2 separate regions of the Zea mays genome follow, and region 2 is linked to region 1. Evidence: chromatin contacts called from public Hi-C data. All regions are on one chromosome and are shown on one strand. The core of a region is the stretch at or near the end of the contact, and the rest is flanking DNA. Distances in the headings are between cores, read along the strand shown.

Region 1 (4,285 bases), core at 564-3,063:
GTCGTGACACTGATGTGGCACCGAGCTCGGCGTCATAGATCTTGGCGCCGAGCTCAGTTGTGTGCACAAAACCCGTCTAGCTCAGTCGGTAGAGTGCAAGGCTCTTAAGCTTATGGTTGTGGGTTTGAGCCCCACGGTGGGCATTTAATATTTTTTTGTCTTTGTCACTGATTTGTTTATTTTTCCAGATTTTTCGTTTATGTCGCTGATTTGTCCGTCCAGATTTATTTCTCATCCAGATTTTTTTTGTTTTTGTGACTGATTTGTTTATTCGTCTAGATTTTTTTGTTTATCCGGCGAGCACATCGGCTGTGTGCCACAATGGCCGCAACCCGTCAACTTCCCCCTTGTTTGCTCAGCTAACCACAATAAAAATCAAATGACAACACTCTTATTTCAATTATGACCATATAAAAAGAAGCACACATATTAATCTTTTTCCTCTGTACTAAATAAAAGTATACTCCATTATATACTTGTCTCGCGGCCACTGTGGCACACAACCGCTGTGCTCGCCGGATAAACAAAAAAATATATGGACGAATAAACAAATCAGTCACAAAAACAAAAAAAACTGGATGAGAAATAAATTTGGACGGACAAATTAGCGACATAAACAAAAAATCTGGACAACAAAAAACAAATAAGTGACAAAGACAAAAAAATATTAAACGCCCACCGTCTTGTCTCGCGGCCACTGTGGCACACAACCGCTGTGCTCGCCGGATAAACAAAAAAATGTATGGACGAATAAACAAATCAGTCACAAAAACAAAAAAATCTAGATGAGAAATAAATTTGGACGGACAAATTAGCGACATAAACAAAAAATCTGGACAACAAAAAACAAATAAGTGACAAAGACAAAAAAATATTAAACGCCCACCGTGGGGCTCAAACCCACGACCACAAGGTTAAGAGCCTTGCGCTCTACCAACTAAGCTAGACAGGCTTTGTGTACATAGCCGAGCTCGGCGCCAAGATCTATGGCGCCGAACTCGGTGCCACGTTAGGATCCAAAAATGATATTAAAATTTTCTAGGGTTTAAACATGATTTTTTTCGAGGAAGGGCTAAAATGTAAAAAAAAAATCGGGCTACGCGGCGACTAGGCCAGGTGCCCCAGCTATGGTCCCGCTAGGGATGGCAATGGATGTCATTTATCCGCGTACCCGCGGATAAAAAATCCATTGGGCACGGTTTTGGGTACGAGTCTGTACCCATGGATACGGATACGGTTAGCACTTGATATCCGTGGATATTTTTAAAACGGATAAGAAAAATCAATATCCATACCCAAATACCCGAATATCCGTTAAAATATCTTGTACTCCCGTCCCAAATATGGGTAGCACTTGATATCCGTAGACAATTTTATATTTGCTGGACAAATATGATATCATGTTTGAATTTGCTGGACAAATTCTGTATGGATTTATGTTTTTATCATATTTAAATTTGCTGGACAAATATGATATCATGTTTGAATTTGCTGGATTTAAATATTTTGTATGTGTAGTGGACAAACGGATATATCCGTGGATATCCGTTACCTGCGGGTAACGGATGTGGATACTGTTTGTTATCCATAGCGGGTAACGGGTACGGGTTCGGATATAAGTCGTGGATATGGATATCCAGAGACACTATCCGCGGATATTTTACCCGTTGCCATCCTTACGTCCCGCGGCTTCCCGACTCTTCTAGCAGGAACCGAGCGACCTCGGACTCAGCGGCTCCGCCTGTCGGCGAGCGCACGCCGCGTGCCTGCCCGCGGTCTCTCGTCGTCTCCAGAAGATGCGCCCCGATACTCGTCTTTCCACCCTTCTTCTACCTCCTTCCACCCCCTTCTCCCCACGCCCCATCGGATCGCACGCGCACCGCAATTGTTGTTCATCACCTCTCCGAAGAAGCGTCACAGAGCACCGCCCGGAGGTTCCCCTTCCCGTCGCCGTCGCTTGGCCAGGTAAGTAATGACTAATCGCCTGAGTCTCCTGCGCCTCATTACTTCGAACTGTGGTTTCGTTAGTCGGACGTCGGAGCAATGCTATGAACCTTGCCATTCCATGTTACTTGGTGCTGCGTGTCCACATTCGACGCCACATTTTTTTCTTGCTAGCCAACCATTGCGCGTCTGTGTTACAGTTCCACCGGCGATATACATTATGCGATCATTTGATGTGGATATTGGTGTTTTTTTGGTTAGCGGATCACCTTAGTTTTGCACTGAACATGGAACAAATGTGGATGTTGGTGTTTTTTTGTTAGTGGATCACCTTAGTTTTGCACTGAAGATGGAACGAGGAAATGGGGAAGGGGAACTGAACGAAGCACATAGTTTCAGAGACTATGTGCACTGCAGAGACTATGCGAATGGTCAAGGGAATTTCTCGCCTTGGTTTCCTAATCCTCGCTTCCTTCTTGTTTCGAATTCGGTGTATATATGTGGTTTATTCGGCACGTTTAGGAATTTAGTTGGGGAATGGGGCGCAGTATGTCAGGGTTGTGTCATCTGAATATATAATGCAAGATCTATTACTAGTTTAAATTGACTTATTATGCAAGTCGATTAACCTGGCTGGGCTCAGTGGTGTACCATGGAAGCTTTGTGATTGTAGCCGGGCAGTAGAACGCTAAACCTGAGGTTTGGTACTGTAGCACTCGGCTAGTCAGCTGTATGCCAAGATGTTACTTACTCGATACTTTCTGCCATGTCTCATCTGTGTTAACCAGGGTGTGTGCCACATAGGGCTTCTTTCCATGCTGTTTGTTAACCTGTTCACACTTCTTCCATATATATATTCATAATAGCTCGATCTACAATTTTCCTGTCTTGAGCTTCTTTGTTCCTAAAAACGAATTGTATACCAGCAATGTATATCTGATGCAATATTGTTTGTAGGATGGCTGAACAATTCTATACCGTGGCATCGGATAGTGAAACCACCGGGGAAGACAAATCACAGGCTTCATTCCCTGATGTTGCTGTTGGCATTGACATTGGGACTTCCAAATGCAGTGTTGCTATTTGGAATGGCCACCAAGTTGAGCTCTTAAAGAATACCCGTAATCAGAAAGGGATGAGGTCATATGTCATGTTCAAAGATGATACTCTTTCAGCAGGAGTTACTGGAGGTGCAGCCAAGGAAAATGCACACGAGGAAAGAGACATCTTGTCAGGAAGTGCCATATTCAACATGAAACGCCTGATAGGAAGAATGGACACTGATGAAGTGGTTCAAGCTAGTAAGACTCTCCCATTTCTTGTGCAGACATTGGGTATCGGTGTGAGACCATTCATTGCAGCGCTCGTGAACAACATGTGGCGATCTACAACTCCGGAGGAGGTCCTTGCCATCTTTCTACTTGAACTGAAGGCCTTGGTGGAGATGCACCTTAAGCATCCCGTTAGGAATGCTGTGCTTACAATACCAGTTGCATTCAGTCGATTTCAACAGACCAGGATTGAGAGAGCCTGTGCAATGGCTGGGCTGCATGTGTTGAGGTTGATGCCAGAACCAACTGCTGTGGCGCTTCTGTACGCTCAGCAGCAGCAGCAGCTTGTGCATGACAATATGGGAAGCGGCATCGAGAAAATTGCTCTGATATTTAACATGGGTGCTGGGTACTGTGATGTGGCCGTGGCTGCCACAGCTGGAGGTGTTTCTCAGATAAGAGCATTATCAGGATGCACAGCTGGTGGGGAGGATATACTTCAGAACATAATGCGCCATGTTCTTCCCAATTTTGACGGTATATATGCTGGCCAGACAATGGATAGAATCAAGTCGATGAGCTTACTGCGAATTGCTACTCAAGATGCAATTCACAGGCTCGTTAGTCAAGAATCCGTGGAGATCAATATAGATTTGGGGAATGGCCACATGGTGTCCAAAGTTCTAGACCATTCAGAGTTTGAACAAGTCAACCGGGCAATTTTCGACAAGTGCGAAAAGATCATCAACCAGTGCTTGGCTGATGCGAAGTTGGTACCAGAGGACATCAATGATGTCATACTGGTCGGAGGTTGTTCGAAGATCCCCAGAATCAGAAGCCTTGTCCTGGGTTTGTGCAAGAAGGAGGTCTCTTACAAGAACATAGATGCTCTAGAAGCTGCTGTTTCAGGTGCTGCGCTGGAAGGAGCCATAGCTTCGGGAGTGAATGATCCTTCGGGGAGCTTGGATCTTCTCACGATCCAGGCAACTCCCATGAACCTGGGAATCCGTGCCGACGGTGATAGCTTCGCTGCGATCATCCCTAGGAACACGACGGTTCCAGCAAGGAGG
Region 2 (4,617 bases), core at 33-2,532, 210 kb after region 1:
CCGGTGGCCCCACTTGTCAGAGCTCCAACGGTCGAACCCTAACGGTTGGGTGACGTGGTTGGCGCACCGGACTGTCCGATGCGCCCTTCGACAACAGCTTTCCCCAACGACCACTTTGATGGTTGAGGCTATAAATACCCCCAACCACCACACTTCAAATCATCCAAGTTTTCAGCCAACACATTCAATACAAGAGTTAGTGTATTCAATACAAGACACAATTAGAGTGAATCAAAATCTCTCCAAGTCTCAATTCCACTCAAAGCAATAGTGACTAGAAGAGAGAGTTTTGCAGTGTTCTTTTGAGCTCTTGCGCTTGGATCGCTTTTCTTATTCCCCATTCTTATTCCCAAGACATTTATAATCAAAGTAAGAGACACCAATTGTGTGGTGGTCCTTGTGGGGACTAAGTGTCCCAATTGATTGAGAAGAGAAGCTCACTCGGTCTAAGTGTCTGTTCGAGAGAGGGAAAGGGTTGAAAGCGACCCGGTCTTTGTGACCACCTCAACGGGGAGTATGTTTGCAAGAACCGAACCTCGACCGAGTAGTCGTGATAGGAAGAATCTATCACTTCCTAGATCCTAAACCCTGTGAACTTACTCCGTATATAATCATTACGATACTTAGATTCTCGGAAAAGCTCCCAAGAATAGAACGATTTTTCCAGAAAACTCGTTGTATAGTTAAAAAAACGAATTTCAGTTTTCTTGACCAAAAAATTGTGCTTTCTGGACGTTGTTTTCCCCCATAAATACCGACTAATTTTTAAAAAATAAAATAGGATATGACAGACCACTCAAAAAAGCGTGCAATTTTGTTACCACATTTTCCCCTGATTTATATATTTTTTCACAATATTGTTAAATTTTAAATGAAATTTTAGAAAAACCGCCTGAAAAACCTGTTTCTGATCGGACTAAGGAAAAAAAAACAAGATCAAAAATGGACGAAAACAGATATTTATTCGGATGTCGGTTTTTTCGTTACATCTACACAAATTTGTATTCTTGTTTTTAATGTTATATTTTAAAAAAATTATAATGAAAAAATTATAAAATGTAAATCTCACATTCAACTTATATTTTCTTAAATGTTAGTATAAAATGCGGTACAGATTCAGGATTCTGATACCGAATTTAGATACTTATTCATCTTTTTAGAGAGCAAATAATATATAAAACAATTTATTTAAAATTTTATTTATAATAATACGTGTGATAATACAAGTAAAGATTAACATCAACTTTGTCGGGATAAAATCGGATATCTACCCGGCACTCCCAGCCCAAATTTACGCGTTATTTCTGACAGTAGGACCCGTAGCAGAAGCCTTCACGGTCTAGGCTCGAGACGAGACGGAGTGACCCACTAGCAGTCTCGTACAACGAACTATCCTGTTAGCCAGCCCTAAACCCTTCTGTCCCGATGGCGTCGTCGTCGTCGCCGCCGCCGCCGAAGCTGCCGATTCCCGGCCGCCGCAACATACTCATCACTAGCGCACTTCCGTACGTCAATAATGTCCCGCACCTAGGGAACATCATCGGCTGTGAGCATCCGCCTGCCCCCAATTTTTTTCTCACCCGTTTCTTCTCTCCCTTTCCTGTTTCCCGTCCGATGGGGATTCGATTCGATGGCCGTGTGCGCAGGTGTGCTCAGCGCAGACGTGTTCGCGCGGTACTGCCGGCTCCGGGGTTACAACGCTATCTACATATGCGGGACGGACGAGTATGGCACCGCCACCGAAACGAAGGCCATGGAGGAGAAGTGCACGCCCAAGGAGATCTGCGATAAGTAAGCGCGCCGATATCTGTCATCACCTTTCCTACTTGTTGTCTTGAGAAGTTGGTTTGGTTTAATTCCTCTCGAGCTGTCTGGTTTGTGGTTTTGGTTCAGCGCAACATGGTGGAGCGGGTGGTTTAGGATTTAGTGTCCTCATGTGTGGTTTAGGATTTAGTGTCCTGAGGTTGCAGTAGAAGTGTAGAACGGAACTATGTTTATGCGCAGCTATGATACTTGAGAACTATAGTAAGCTAAAAGCAGGGACATAAAGGGGTGTACAATGCAAATATGTCTACGTGGGCTGGTAAAGAGAGAACAAATTTCACGCCATTAAGCTTATCTGCAACAGTCCTAGCCTTTAATGGAACCAATCATTTGACATATGCTTAAATTTAGGGGCTTGTTAAAGCATTTATCTGATTTATTTTCGGCACTCAGGCATGCGTCTGACAGTTTAATATTGATAGAAGGCCAGCCTTTGGTCCGAATGCCTGCCCGAGCCTCAATAGCTCATGCAACTGCCCACGCTCCATGGCAAGAGAATTTCTGAACATCTGAAGTGCTCATAATATCTGTTAAGAGCCATGAGCTGCACCTGTCCTCGTGGGCCAGAATGATAAAACATTCACATATCAGCTGATTTGGTTGATTAAACTGTCATTGAATTTTGATTAGACTTCTCCTGAATCACATCGAACAGGACTAGCGGTGCAGTAGCTAGTTGATGCCTAGATTTCTGTAGATGAATGGTTTGATTTATGGAATACTACCTCTGATTCTGAATTTAGGTTGTTTTAGGATTCATGCAATAAGTCTTTCTTAACTTTGGACTATTAGTATATCAAATTGAAAACTAGCATATATTTACAACATTCATTATGGAAAATAAATACATTCATATACATAATCTTCCCTGTTTTAAATAGTATATATTAACAAAAATTGCAAATCAAAGCGTTACATTGAAGACCGTGCCCCTGTCCCCCTGTTCTGCACAATATATATTTGGGATCAGAGGAAGAGGTTGGTTGTCTGGTTGATAACTTGATCATCGATCATGTGAATTTTGTTGTGTGTGTTTTCAACCTGGAAGTGCTGAATGTTTGTATTGCTGCAAGGGGGTTCATCAATTATATATCTCCCATATCTTTAAAAATTGGGCTTCTATGATATTCATTGTATTTACTTTGTTTTGTAACTTACACATAAATGTTCCAGTTGTACGTTGCTATATCCACTTCTTGTAAACATAAACATGCTTGTATTACATAATAAAAAATTGCTTTCTTCATAAGAAGTTTTCCCTTCTGTAAAATGTAGGTACCATGCTATCCACAATGAAGTTTACAAGTGGTTTAACATAAAATTTGACAAGTTTGGACGGACCTCTTCTCCTGAGCAGACAGAAGTCTGCCATGCAATTTTCCATAAATTGATGGAAAACAATTGGCTCACAGAAAATACTATGCAGCAGGTAAAACTTATTCTTGACGTTGTACTTGTATAATTATCTTTGTTTTTTTTGTTTCTGCTATGAGTTTTACCTTCTTTGCAGCTTTACTGCGATACATGCCAAAAATTTTTAGCTGATAGGCTTGTTGAAGGAACATGCCCGAACAAAGTCTGCAACGCATCAGCAAGAGGAGATCAGTGTGAAACATGCAGCACCTTGTTGAATCCAACTGAACTTATTGACCCAAAGTGCAAGGTAGGAATGTATACTTTGATACTGTGCTCTGCCATTTTTGCCTCTGTCAATATAATTGATTTAAGCGTATAATATATCATAGAATTGTAATTATAAATTGCCTTCTTATCTTGTGATTTTCCATGTAGGTTTGTAAGAACACTCCACGTATTCGTGACACGGATCACTTATTTTTGGAGCTTCCTCTATTGAGAGACAAGCTGGTAAACTACATCAATGAAACTTCAGTTGCTGGTTTGTGGAGTCAAAATGCTATTCAAGCAACAAATGCATGGCTGAAGGAAGGGCTAAAGCCACGCTGCATCACCAGAGATCTTAAATGGGGTGTTCCTGTCCCCCATGAGAAGTATAAAGACAAGGTTTGAGCATAGAAATTACACATTTCTGTCTTTAACGAATTATCCAGTTTCCTCATTTTGATTATTTTCAGGTGTTCTATGTTTGGTTTGATGCACCTATCGGCTACGTGTCTATTACGGCATCCTATACACCTGAGTGGGAGAAGTGGTGGAAGAATCCTGATAATGTAGAATTGTTTCAGTTTATGGGCAAAGATAATGTGCCGTTTCACACGGTAAAATAACAATGCCGTTGCAGCAGTTTTTTCTAACTTTGATATTGTTTTGGCATGAGATGATCTCTATAAAGAGACCCTTTTACCCTTTCATGATGTTCCTGTAGCTTCAAGGTTTATCACAATTCACAACTATGAAAAGTAATTGCTCAATACAGATTGCCATCCTTTGAGTACAGTTTGGTTGGGTTTCGACATATATAACATAATGGCATATCGAACACTAAATTCTATCCAAAAGTGAATGGTTGACCAGTCCTCATGCGTTTTGTTCTGTAATTGATCATTTTTTTATCATTAAGGGTGTTTTACTGTACCCTAGATTTCAGCAACAAATTAAGGATTTGAACAAAATGTCCATGCTTTTATGTTCGTTAATGGCACTTGAAAAAAGTCTGTTTGGTTGGGCTGTGGCTGTGAAAAAAGTTACTGTGGGCTGTGAGCTGTGGAAAAAACTGTTGTGAGCTGTTAAGAAGCTAAAAACCGTTTGGTGGAAACCACTAAAAACCGTTAAAAGTTCTTCAATATATGTTTTCACAGTTCTATCCGGAAGCCA

Evidence for each region. Hi-C and Micro-C count contacts between places; a contact is called where the count stands out from the background.
Region 2: a contact with region 1 is called in a Hi-C map of ear, with 1.9 times the contacts expected there. The contact joins the promoter of LOC103639438 here to the promoter of LOC100281706 in region 1. A contact is called at or near these places in 4 of 25 Hi-C or Micro-C datasets (ear, leaf, root tip and 1 more).

What each region holds. Positions count from the first base shown.
Region 1 is chr9:152,762,612-152,766,896 of Zm-B73-REFERENCE-NAM-5.0, forward strand. It overlaps LOC100281706 (Heat shock 70 kDa protein 8), which reads left to right and starts at 1,814. Exons shown (of 2, transcript NM_001154626.2): 1 at 1,814-1,965; 2 at 2,902-4,285. The coding sequence starts at 2,903. It overlaps TRNAK-CUU (transfer RNA lysine (anticodon CUU)), which reads right to left and starts at 952; the gene lies at 880-952.
Region 2 is chr9:152,975,763-152,980,379 of Zm-B73-REFERENCE-NAM-5.0, forward strand. LOC103639438 (probable methionine--tRNA ligase) reads left to right here and starts at 1,283. Exons shown (of 17, transcript XR_004852839.1): 1 at 1,283-1,546; 2 at 1,647-1,791; 3 at 3,100-3,253; 4 at 3,335-3,487; 5 at 3,616-3,846; 6 at 3,918-4,061.